Linked DNA regions of Zea mays: region 2 is linked to region 1. A link is a contact called in public Hi-C data. All regions are on one chromosome and are shown on one strand. The core of a region is the stretch at or near the end of the contact, and the rest is flanking DNA. Distances in the headings are between cores, read along the strand shown.

The links. Hi-C and Micro-C count contacts between places; a contact is called where the count stands out from the background.
Region 2: a Hi-C map of ear shows a contact between it and region 1, with 2.3 times the contacts expected there. The contact joins the promoter of LOC100283512 here to the promoter of LOC100280588 in region 1. A contact is called at or near these places in 2 of 25 Hi-C or Micro-C datasets (ear and tassel).

The regions. Positions count from the first base shown.
Region 1 is chr1:141,676,231-141,683,310 of Zm-B73-REFERENCE-NAM-5.0, forward strand. LOC100280588 reads left to right here and starts at 4,981. Exons shown (of 2, transcript NM_001153507.1): 1 at 4,981-5,275. The coding sequence starts at 5,089.
Region 2 is chr1:142,466,298-142,473,037 of Zm-B73-REFERENCE-NAM-5.0, forward strand. LOC100283512 reads left to right here and starts at 2,335. Exons shown (of 5, transcript NM_001156412.2): 1 at 2,335-3,133. The coding sequence starts at 2,435.

The DNA of each region.
Region 1 (7,080 bases), core at 3,731-6,230:
TGAATACTTGGATATGGTGGCGTCGTCCCCCCTGATGATGTGATTTTGACCTGGTAGCTCATGATGTAGTAGGTTGGATTCTGTGTTACCGTTGTACTTTGGATAAGTGTCTGTTATGTAACTTTGTGGCTAGGGGAGGCTTGGAGCTGCGGAGCGAGAGGACTTCACTTGTCAAGGTAGTTGAGCCCTTGGATGGTAGCTGGTGCGAAATGGTGTAAGTTTTGGTTGGCCACGCCGGCCGACTAGTGGTGGCGGGGGGTCTTCGTGGTGCATGTCAACAGTTTCTTGCTCCATATCCCTAGCCTTTTGTTCCTCATCTAGTATCATTTGTCTGACTCTAGCCTTAATATTGGTTCACTACCTCTTGGATGCGAGTATCTCCCTTTGTTTTTATAGGTGATTGTTTTTTATGCGAAGTACTCATAGTTTGAGTTGGTCTTTGACTGAGACGCTTATGCGAAGTACTCATAGTTTGAGTTGGTCTTTGACTGAGATGCCCATGACTTTGTCGTCTTCTATGATGTCTTCGGCTTCCAGAGGGTAAAGCTTGGTGAGGGGTCTCGAGGGAGGTCTTTAGAATTGTACGTGCAAACGGTGCCTTTATGGGTGAGAGTGGGTTTTCTGTTCGGGGATGTTTGTTGTTTATTGCTCTGTCGTTCTTGGGTGTGGCCTCAGGGGCATCATTAGTGAGGGTTCCTTTGCATTTCTTCTCGGCGAGGGTCGCCTTCGTAGCATCACCCAGTGATGTGCTGGCTCTGATTGTCTCTTTCTTGGGGGCCATCGTGGGTTTGTTCTTTCGTAGCACAAACGGTGGACGCCAAATGTTGGTTCCTTCCTGACACGTGGACAGGTGGGCCCAACACTTGAGAGGCAAGAGGATTATGGTGCACAACGAGGCAGTAGGTAGGGACTGTAGCGTCTTGTTATGCGTGTCCCATCCGTGTACAGGGTAGGGGTATTTATAGGTAACCAGGAGGGGCAGTGGGTCCCCAAGTACTGTTATGCCCCCGGTTACCCGCTACATTCCTAGAATATTCCCCTTAACATGGTCATTACAGTGGACGGAGTACAATAATCCAGACATACTACGAAATCTACCCCGCAATGAGGCTTACAAGTGGGCCCGAAGGACTACGAGGTAGAGCCTGGGTCTCTACGTAATCTGTCGTGGCCTCCGCTTGTGTGTCACACCCTTGATTCCACGAAGTCACATCCTAGCCTTCGTGGGACTAGGAGTTCGCATCTGGGACAAGGCCTTCAGGGTGCGTCTAAGGCTGTAGTGAGCCCCCTCCTCGTCTGACGTGGACATTCGCCTTTGCCCCTATCGAAGGAAGATGAGTGGAGACTGATGCAGCCTGATCCGAAGTACCCTTCGATTGATGCACCTGTATAAGAAACGTCTGGTCGTAGCCGGGTTAGACAGATCAAGGTTGTGTTCGACCTCCGCTCCAACAGCCCGCTCATCTGTCATGCATATACATTGTTAGTGGTAACTTCGTCTTCGGTGCGATGTTTGTACAATAGCCTTAGCTAAAGGTGTCCTTCAGCAATTGTTTTGTTACACTTAAAACAAGCTAAAGAATAAATGCTGAGTTAGTGTTTTGATGACCTTCGAAAGAGAAAAGGTCCCCAACAAACATATTCTACGAGGTGAAAGAGCCCGTTGCAGGAATTAAGGTTGACTCTTTCTTTTCCAGCCAATCCAAATGATTCCTCTCTCTAAATATTAAATATTTTCAGCTTTAATTTAATCAACTTAGACTGTCTCTAGCGGATAATATAAAATAGGGGACGTGAAACTGTAGATGACACTGTTTGACACTTTTTGTAGAGTGAACTTTAAAATAGGGGATGAGATAGGGGATGGAATTAGGGATCTGCTAGAGATTGACTTAGAGTTATCTAAGAATAAGCTTATTAAATGTATGGATTTTATTGTTGGCTCTTAATGACATGTTAATAGTATAGAGCCTTCAGATGATTCTTCTATCCTATGAAGGAATACTAGCAGCTGCTCGCTGCGAGATAGCATGCTAGCATGATAGCGCTAGATTCTCTATGGCGTTCCCTCAGGCTATCCATAGTAGTTCCTCTAAATTTCTCTTCATATATCCTAATTTTCGGTCATATCATCCAGATTTCTCCCTCTATTTTACTACCCACATCAGTTTTCTCTATATCACCTCTCTATACTCCACCACAATCATATAATATTATTTTCCTTCGACTAACATAACTATATATTCTTCTCACTTTTTCTTTTACTTCTCACCTTTTCTTTTACTTTAACAGAAATAATTGTTTTGCACCAAATAATGGGTAACTTTTTAACTTGTTATTATTTTATTGTTGTAAATAAACAAACAAATCGCACAAAAGTACGTCACAAAAAATCCAAACAAAAAACATTGTTATCTTTTACATAGGTGACAAGGTCATCTAAGAATTTGCTTGATTCCTTTTAAATAGAAAAATAAATATAACATACGTTGGCACTCATGAATACTCCATCCGTTCATAAATATATCACATCGTTGACTTTTTTAAAAACTTTCACCACTCGTCTTATTCAAAAAAATAATGAGTTATCATTTATTTTTTTTATGATTTTCTTTATCACTTAATACAGTTTGTTAAAATTTTATAGTTTTGAATAAATATTTTGAATAAGACGAGTGGTCAAAGTTTTTGAAAAAAAGTTAACGGTGTCATATATTTGTGAACGGAGGTAGTGCTAAACAAAGCGACAAACGCATAGTGTGGAGGTCACGAGAACCATCGTGAATGGAAATATAGTGGCCGATCAGACTTGGAGGGAAAGAGAGTATTAGGTTGTCTCCAGCAACGTCCTCTATATTCATACTTTATATCCGTCCTTTACAGTCTTCTCTAAAAGATCTCATCATCTCTATCTTCTTCCTCTTTAACAACATCTTGTAAATCACGTCCTCTATACACAAATACCTATATTAGAGACATTTTTATTTTTTTATTTTTGTACATACGTATTTGTCATACTCTTAAATGTATTGTACATATTTTAGTTTTGCTAAACCGGTTATTTAAAGTATTCAAATGGATAGAGGATCGTTTAGAGAAACTTTATATATAGAGAAACTAGCCGCGTTCTCTAAATTTAGAGGACCATTTAGAGAACGCTGCTGGAGAGTGTAGGAGAACATTTAATCATTTATATTTAGGGTAGAGGAGCTTTTAAAATATCTTGCTGGAGCCGGTCTTAGGCTGTCTCCAGCAGGAGACTGTAAAGGTTTTGTACTCTAAATATAGAGGACGGTCAGGTCCTTTATCCCTCCAGCAAGGAACTCTAAAGCGTCCTCTAAAATTTAGAGGATGGCATGCGTCCCCTATCTATAGAGGGTGCTCTATACACTGTACACCTTTTTGTGTCTGTACGGTCACGTGGTGACGAGTAGTAAAAAATAATATAGAATGTCAAATCTAGTACACTGTTGATATAGAGGATGAAATTTAGGGGATATTGCTGGAGATGAAGAAGATATAGAGTACATAATATTTTAGAGAGTGCTGTAAAGGACAAAAAATATTCCTTTAGGGGATCAAATTTAGGGGACGTTGCTGAAAACAGCCTTAGACTATGTCCAGCAACAAACTGTAAACCGTTTGGTGGTCTCGTTTTTTGCTCCAACAACGTACGCTACACCCTCCTCTAAATTATAGAGTGTGTAGCTCATGCACCAAATATAACATTTACTCTATCTGATATCGTGTGGACGCTCGATCGATGTGATTGGCTGGTGCATAGGGCTGGAAATGGATGTCTAGAAATCCGAATTATCTGTATTCATATTTATATTTACTAAAACTACTAATATGGATATCCGTATCCGTATTCGATTTCAATACAGATATCAAATCGATGTATCTGAATTCGATTTATAGTACTTTTCTCTATCAGATTCCATATTCGTATTAAAAAAACCATGAAACATCCTATACTATCTGTATTCGTGAAAAAATATGTTCATGAAATCATTTAAAACTTAACTTTATCACTAATTACCAATTACAAATGATTTTAAGTTTAATAATATACTAGAAAAATGATATATATCATTTAAAATATTTTAAAAATATTTGTATGATAAATAACTAAATATATCAACCTTATATTTCTAGCGATATTCAATAATAAAATTCAATATATTTTATAAACATTCAATTATAACTCTCCACTTTATCTTAGAGAACACATCTCAACGAAGTTCCATAAACATTCAACTGTAACTCTCCACTTTACAATATATAGATAAATTTCTTCATGTTTTCATTTAAGTTTTGGTACACACATTTGATATCAATTTTAGTTTACTTGTATTTGTACAAATGTCACTTATTAAATATCGCGTGTTGTTGTTTACCTTTTGTTACATGATTCGATAGTTTAAAAATATTATTTATATAGTTTTGTTAACTTGGATATGGAGTATCATAAGAAATCTATTTTAATTTAAGTTTGTTTTGACTATCTATAAACTTGTACTTAAATAAAAATCCACATATACATATGTTAAATTTTATGGTATGTTGTTTGAGTTGAATTGAGTAAATATCCGAATAAGAATTCGGATTTGACTATCCGTTTTGTATTCGCATCCGAAGATATTCGAATTTGTATTCGAATCCGTACTAAAATATAGTAAACTGTAACATTCAAATTCGTATCCGTGCGTATTCGATCCGTTTCCACGTCTACTAGTGCATTGCCTTCAGCCATGGTGAAGTACGAAATGTGATCAATGTGTTAGGTCTCGTTAACCTCCCAACCAATCAAATGCTACTTCTACACAATTAATGAAGAGAAAATGCGTTGGATTTTTTTTTTTGTTAATATGGCTGTCACCGACTCACCGTGCGGTGCGCGCACACCGCCCTCCACATGCCGACATAATTCCACGCTGCCCCACCACGCGGACTCGGGGCGACCATTATTCCTCTTCACGCTTCACACGCACCGCCCGCAGGCCGTCATCCCACGCATTCGCATCCTTCCCCGCTCTCGCTCTCTCAGCCGCAGAGCCACTCGTGTCGGTGACGGCGGCGAAGGCAATGTCATCCCTCCGCCCGTCCCTCCTGCTCGTGGTGTCGCTGCTCGCGGCGGCTCTGCTTGCAGCGGCGCCGTCCTCCGCGTCTCGCGACCTCCGCCCGCTCCAGGCGAGCTTCGTCGTGCGCGGCCGCGTCTGGTGCGACAACTGCCGCGCGGGCTTCGAGACCCCCGCATCCACCTACATTGCCGGTTCGACGCCTCACCGTTCCCTCCCTCTCGTATGGCTTTGCTATGCTACTGATATGCTTGCTGAATTCGAATAAACTTCCCCCCTCCCCTTCTGGATCTGGCTGTGTACATACTGTTTGGTTCAACGGAGTGTTGTTTGGATGCGCTTTACTGCTCTGGGCGTGTGAGAATGGCGTCGAGCCTCGTACGTCCTTAAACTACAAAGTCGGCTGCATGTTTAGTGTTGGTTTGTGCAGAAGGTTAGCGCTCGTCCTCCTCGTCCATGACAACATTGCACGTGTAACTTGTTCGATTCCACAACAGATTTGTTCTAGTTAGATCCACTTGTGTTTTCTTTTTCTTTCTCTCTCATTTTGACGAATATCTGGTTCTGATACGAAATGTCTAGTTGCGCTAGGGGATCTCGCAGACGTGCGCTTAATACATGCTAGCTAAATGGACATGAGTGTGCAATCTATGGATCCATTGGCTTTTAATATTTTGGTGGTGATGAATAGTCAAGCGAGATCTAGGATGTTAGGTGCTCGCTCCGACCACTGTTCGTAGACCGTGGACTTCTTGATCGGGACATGGAGTAGTTTATGATTCTCTGTACTCAATACTCAGTAGTACATTGTTGGACATTGGATCTAGATCTGGCCATACTCCTTATGTTTGATGGTGCTGCCAATTAATGAATCAGAACAGTGAGTCGTCTTTAGATCTCTGCACTCTGAAATAAATAAATAAATTATATATTATAGATGAACCAATCTTGTTTATAGGAATGCATGTTTCTCTGGTGTCTAGGGAAGCAGTCATCACTGAACTCGAATAAAAAATTAGAAATACTCAATCTTTGTTGTCCAAACTTTGATGTTATTGATGTCATAGTGGACAATATAGAAATGATGTTGAGTTGTTGACTACCCCAGACTGACATTCATACGTCGTGTTATATTTGTAGCTAGAGAAGGTTTTCTGAATTAGAGTGAATACGTTAGTTTGCCCCAGGCAATACCACGGTGGTATGTGTCTTAACCTGTATAACTGCTGTCATTCTAGCAGGAGATAATTGTTATCTTTTTTTGTATTTATACCAGGGAATATGTCACTTTATTCTTTTCGAAGGACAGTTACTTTTGTCTTTGAACATTATAAAGTAACATAGCATGAAACTCAACTGCTGTGTATTTTCTAAACTGCAGCTGCACATGATTCATCTTGTCTGTGTACTGCGAAACAGTGTAAGAAATGGAAATAGTGGTCTTCAAGATCACATGATCTTTTAAATTACATGCAACTACAAAGCAGACTTGAGAAGCAATAACTGCCCAAAAGTAAAGCAAAAACACTACATCCAATTGAAATAAATACCTCTTATGATTCCATTCTATTTCAAAGAAACCATTGCCCTCCTTATGGATTTGTGCAAAAGGCCCTTTCCCTCTTTAGCTGTAAGCTGCATATAATCATGCTACCGGAACATGAGGTATTTACTTTTTTGCATTCAAATGGCAACTATAATTGTTAACCAGTGGTGTGGCACAGGCAAACAAGATGAAATCTTTGGTTCCTTATCTGTTGTATTTCAGAGTTCAGAACTTAAAACTTCTATAGGTATTGTTCACACTAATTTATATTTTATTAAAGATTACAATTACAAAAGGCACTAGGTGCTCTCTAGGTGGTGACCCTCCACATAGAGCTTAGACGTGCCTAGGTGTTTCCTAGGCATTTACGCCAGTATATACTATTGTATATGTAAGTGACTAACTATATGAAATAAGCACCATCATGTGTGTAATTCTTATTGCTATAGTGCC
Region 2 (6,740 bases), core at 1,085-3,584, 790 kb after region 1:
GTGGCGGCTACCAACCATCTCGGCGAGCACGCGAGGGTCAGAGGGCAAGGGCATGGTGCCTAAGCTTTGTAGAAGGACAGGAGAAGACGCAGGTGCCATGGGGGTCTTATCCCAGGGACCGAGTCCGATTGTGGGAGGGGGTCGGTCAAGGGAGCGCGCGATGCGCGCGGTCCGTTCTGAACGGCCAGCGGAGAAGACGGGCCTGGTCATCGGGTCTCACTAACAATCCCACGGAGCAGCGCGAGCTGATTTGGTGAGGGGATGACACGCGGGTCCCACCCCACAGTGTCCAGGCGCGCGCGCAATACTGGGCCGCGCGGAAATGGAAACGGCGGATGGGCCGATAGGGAGAAAAGGAATGGCCGGTCGCAGGTAAAAAAATGGGCTGGTGAGGAGGAGATGTTGTGCCATTTGACTAGTGGAAGAAGAAGTGGGCCAAAATCTGTTTTGTTAATTTCTTTCCTTTATATATATTTTTTAATTTCTATCCTTTCTTAATTCTGATTCAAATAAGGTTCAAAACTCATATATAATGCTCACTCAAAACTCAATAATGATGCAATAGATATATTTATTTTAATTAGTTTTATTCGTTTGGTAGATGTTTTAATTATGACATACTCATATTGTTAGTTTCTTTTTAGGGAAAATAGCATTTTGAATGTGGGATGAGAATTATAAGTTACTTCAAAAATAAATATTCATGTAAATAAATGCTTATGATGCATCATTTAATGATATGCATAATCATTTAGTTGAAGAAAACTTTTCTATTACTTCTTTTCTAAAATAGTTCTTGGTTTTCATAATTCAGTCCTCAACATTCATTGCTCAAGCATACGTTGCGATGTCAGAATTTACTATTTTATTTCTTCATATATTTATTTTGTTATTATTAATTTTTTTTTCTTATACAGATTTTGGGCATTACAAAAAGCAACTATTTTGAGCTTAACCCCACAAAAAGCTAGTCCACTTTAGCCAAACGGGATATTTGTTGAGTATGTTGATGTGTACTCACCATTTCTTAAACACAAAACACTAGGTTGTCCACATTGCAACCACTGCCCAGGAGAAGATGAAAGCCACACGGAGGACTTTCAGGAGTTCCAAGACTTTGAGGAGTTCTAGACTAGATTAGCGGCAAACCACCAGTCAGCTGCCTGTGAAGGCCTTATCTTTACTGCGTTTCACTTTAGCACTTTGATTTCTATTAAGTTAATGACCTATGTGGATGTTTCGGACATCATGATGTAACAAAGTAATACTTCTTTACGCTATTATGATAAATACTTCATCATGTAACCTTGGTAAGCATAAATTCTTCGTTTGGCTCTTACTTGCTCAGGAGAAAGAATGATGTCGTAGGGCATCATTGTTCAAGAGATGGATGTTCTTACTTGCACAAATTCTTTTAGAATCTTCAATCTCTAGACATAATGAGTGAAGCTAGAACATTCTTTAGTAACCATATACTTAGAAAAATTGTGACTATAACTTATTGGATTATTTGGATATCAAGAAATGGAGTCATTTTGTAAATAAAACTTGTAATGTTCTTTGTTGTGAATAAACTTTCAAAAAGAGCTTGGACTATTGTCCACCAAAGCCAAGCATTACATCAAGGAGCATTTGAGTATTTGGAGGGATAGCCTACACCAGTGGTTTTCTCCTTTTTCTTTGTGCTTTGCAAGCTTTGTAAACTATATATTCTGTACATGTTTAACTTCTTATATATACACAAAAAAACTGGGTTGGAGGATTTCCTTGCCGAATAATACAGTTTGGTTTCTGATTTGTGGGTCATCCAATGCACCGATCCATGTGGACCTTGCAAGTGACAAATGGCAATGATGTCGAGCTAGAATTTCACGTGACAAATGGCTTGTTTAGTTTCATGGGACTAAAATTTAGTCTCTACCTTATAGTCACTTTTAATCACTAAATTATCAAACACAGAGACTAAGGGTCTGTTCAGTTTTTAATAAACTGGTTTATAAAAATTAGGGTGGTTCCAAACATATCAATTTATGCACCAGTTTATAAAATCTGGATTTCTAGTTTCTTAAAATCCAAGAAGCTAATGTCGCCTAACTAAAACTAGTTCATGAAAATTGAGGTAATTTCAAACACCATTAACTAGTTTATTATAAACCAGTTTCTAGAAACTAGAGATAGAAACTATATTTTTAAAACTAGGTCCCTTCTAAACAAGATCTAAAAGAAAGAAAAAATATATGATTTAGTCTTTTTTGGTCTCTATATCTCAGACACTACTTAGAACGACTAGTACCAGACACTACAACTACAAGAGAGCCACTAGTCCCACGGTCCCACCAAACATAGAGGCATTCCGCAGTCCGCAGTCCATCCGCAGTCCGCAGTCCGCACGCACGGACGCGCCCTCCCAGATCTCCCGCCTCCGGCAAACAAAATGCCCCCACTCTCACCGCCCGCATCGCTGACCCCCGCTGCTGGCGGTCGGCGACGGTGGAAGTGCCGCCTCAGTCCCACTATCGCACGTGACCGCTGCTACACTCGCTCCTTCCGCTCCGCGGGGCTCCGCCCGGCGGCCATTCCGCTCCCCGATGGCGCCGTCGTACACCTGTGGCTCCCGCCTCCTGCCGCCGACCCCGCCAAGCCCCTATACCCTGTTCTGCTTCTCCACGGCTTCGGCGCACAAGCCACCTGGCAGTGGGCGCCCTTCCTCGGCCCGCTCCTCGCTGCCGGTCTGGCCCCCTATGTCCCGGACCTCGTCTTCTTTGGCGCCTCATCCTCCCCCGCAGCAGACCGCTCCCCGGTCTATCAGGCTGCCTGTGTTGCCGCCGCTATGGCCGCGCTTCCTGGCGCCCCGCAGCGGTACGCCGTCGTCGGGGTCAGTTACGGCGGCTTCGTAGCATACCACCTCGCCCACGCGTTTCCGGCAGCGGTGGAGCGGCTTGTACTAGTCGCGGCCGGTGTTTGCCTCGAGGAGGCCGATCTGGCCGCGGGGCTCTTTGCCGTTGAGGATATCGCCGAGGCTGCAAGTCTTTTGCTGCCCCAGCGGCCGGAGGATCTCCGGAGGTTGGTGGGGCTCACCTTCTGCCGCCCTCAGCGGTTCATGCCGTCCTGTTTCATCAGAGATTACATCAGGGTAGGTAAAGCAGGGACTTGCCAACTATTTTCACCTGCAGTTTCTTGGCTGAGATGTTTCGTGGTTGATAATGAACAATTAATTGTTGTGTACTGTACAACTTAGGTTTGGTGGTTCGGTGCTAAAGGTAAAAACCACGGATTTGATCCACAATTGCTACCTGTATCGATCCATTGTTGCATTGGAGGTGTTGTTAGTTCAAAGCGTCTTTGGATCGGCTAAGACTATGAATGTTTGGATCTAGGCTAAAAGTGCATATATATATCAATGAACTATTAGCCCTTGTTAGTTAGTTGTACTTGGCTAATGAACTAACAGTTATCCAAGAACTTGGCTAAAAGTTTGCTCAAACCATTAGTCCTCATGTTTGGATGGTCTAGAGATATTTTTTAGCTTCTATTGTTTGCCCACAGAATCCAAACAGACCCTTGGCAGTTACAACGTTCCAGCAACTTGTTTGAGTGCTGAACCCACCACTTCTTAACCCCCTGTTATCCTAATCCCATTCCTGTTGGTGGCCGTGTGGGCCTCGACGCGGGAGGGGGGATCGGCACGCTTGTTGGCAAAACGGTGGATGCACTGTTGTATTTATATGAGAGGTTTTTTTGCCGAGATGGATTAAGTTTGGGTCGGATTTTTAAATTTTGGAATATCATTTTCAGGGTTCAAATAATTCCAAAAAACTGTTTTAATCCCTAAAAAAGACTTCGGGTGGTTAGAAAAATCCAAGAAAAATTATGGGAACTTTTTGGGACCCAATGAGCTCGAACAAAATGGTTAGAGATCAAGGAAATATTGTGATGAACTTCGAACGTGAAGATCTCGACTTAGGAAAAAAGGAAAACACCTCCGGAAAGGTTGGAAAAAATCCTCAGAGTGAGATAGACGAGATGAGACGGGTTCGCAAACATTTTCTTAACCAAAACACTATACAAGAGCAAAATAAATGCATCAACATGGTTCTGTCTATGGTTCAATCAAAAGACAACCTCAAGTGATTGACCACTGTCCTTTGATTCTGGGTCTGGGCGATCGTTCTACAGGACAAAGAAGATTCCACTTCGAATGTTTTGGCCAACCTTGTATGGTTTTCAAGAGATGTTGGTACTCGATTTCAATTCTCCTAAAGGCATCGAAAATCAAGGCAACAGAAGTTAGATGTAAAGACCTTCGTTCTTGATTTAACACTTCTTCGAAGTGTTAGAACAAGGGACGAAGGTTTTCAGAGAGACATAATGAAACAACATGAAAGCGACAAAGTGGGACTTCATATTCAACTCATCGCATATGCCTTAGCATTTTATTCCATTTCTCCTGATAAATGAATGTACAAGCATACATTCGGCTCCCGCACATAGGGTGGCACGAAGGTTCTCCGTAGGCTAGGTAAAACGAAGTGATGGCCCTCCAAAAAAGGTGCTTTATGCAGGGCACTGTTCACTTATTTATAGGAAAGGTGAACCGCCTTTATAAAGAATTACAATCATGCCCCTCAAGGTTTTACACACATTGTTTACAAATGACATTAGGGCAATAATATATTTACTCCATCCTCGGCTGCGCGGGTTCATGCCCCATTGTTTGGTAGCTTCTCCTCTGGCTTATGTTCGAAGTTCTTTTGTTGTTGTCGAAGTTATCGACTTCGGCTAACACCTTTGCCTCTTGCGCACACATGCGAAGCTTCTTTGCATGCTGCTTGGCCGAAGGTCAGTTTCGTCCGCCAGTAGAAATGTACCTTCGTCTTTACTTGATTCATTCCGAAGTGGTTTTTACTGAAGCAGCTGTAATACTTTTAGAGATGTATCAGGAAACAATGGTTAATTAGTGTTTTGAGGACCTTCGGAGGAAGAAGGCCCCCAACAGTTGATGGTGGAGCTTGCATGGTCATCTATGCCTAGGCGCTCCTGTCCAATGAAGAACTTGTCAGCTAGGCTGAAGACTACAGTGGAAAAACTGCAAGGTTGGAGTAAAAAACATCGGACATGTCAAATTTCATCTTGCTCTCACCAAGGAGATTCTGTGCCAACATGAGATTGTTCAGGGCAACAAGCCCCTTTCAGGTTCTGAAATCTGGCTAAAAAAACTGTCTCGAGAAACATTCTCTAGTGCTTGCATCTATGCAGCGGATAATAGCCAGGAATTGGTCAAAGATCAACTGGCTTAGGGATGGTTATGCTAACTTATCCCTATGTGGCTATGTCACACTCATGCTAGGCATCGGGAAAAAAAGCATCAGCAAAATCATGTTAGATGGTCAGATCCTCACTAGCCATAGTGATAAAGAGAAGGTGATCTTTGATTTATATAGTAACCTTACCTGCTTTGTTCAAGTGTGGACAGAAGTTGCACAGTGAATTCGGAGTTGTTAGACATGCCTACACACGATCTCCATTCACTTGATAACCCCATATCTGAAAATGAGGTGTGGAGCACCATGAAACAACTCCCTTCAGACAAGGTGGCGGGCCCAGATGGTTTTATAAGCAGATTCTACAAGGTATGTTGGCAAATTGTAAAGGGAGATATAATGGCAGATGTGTCGGCCATTTGGAGCAGAAAATCAAAAAATTATGGCTGCTAAACAATGTGTATGTTACTCTTCTTCTGAAAAAGATGATATCAATGTCAAGGACTATAGGCCCATAAGCCTTGTGCATAGTGTGAAGAAGTGGAGGATGGCCGCTGTGAGCTGTTCGTTCGTCATCGTGGGCAGATTGTATGACAACCCGACGGTGAGAAGGCCCAGCATGGAGGTTAGGGTGAGCGTGGCGGCGGTGGAGGGTGGCGCGGTGAGCGGCGTGGTGGCTGGAGGCGCGACGGCCATGGAGGCCGGTGGGGATTGCGACGAAGAACTCATGGTGGCCGGAGGATCGAAGGGCTCTGGTACCAAATTGGTAGGATTGCGGATCCTACCAGGGATCGCCTATAAGGATGAACAGCTGCGCGAGGGAGATGGGGGCGGCGGCGCTGGGGCACCGTGGCTGACCTAGGCTGCACGGGCAAGAGAGATTGATTCCAACTCCCGGCTCCCTCAGGGAAGCTAGAATAATCTGATTTTGCTTAATTCCATAGATGTCCTCTTACAAGTATTTATATCCCAGCTGATGCTTATCTGATCTAAGGATAAGATCTATGAGATCTCTTCTAATCCTTATCCAACTAACTAGAGATAATCTCTCCTTTTTATTAGCTAATCCTTATCTATTCTTATTCAACTAACTAGAGATAATCTCTCCTTTTTATTAGCTAATCCTTATCTAATCTCTCCTGGCCGCATGTGGCCTGTGGCCTGGCCGTGGGCCTTAGCTCTCCTAGCCACTAATGTCCATGCGCCTAGTGTAGGGGATGTCGGTCATAACAGAAGTACACGACCAGCTCAGCCTATGCTGCCACCTTTCAAGGCCCGGTAACCTTTGAGCCATGGGAGCGCATTTGGAAGGATTGGGCTCCGTCTAAATGTGCTTGTTTCATATGGCTGGCTGCCCATAACAAATGTTGGACCGCTGATTGGATAGTAAAAAGAAATTTGCGTCATCCCCAACTATGTTTGTTTTGTGATCTAGCGGTGAAACGATTGACCATCTACTGGTCAGTTGCGTCTTCACAA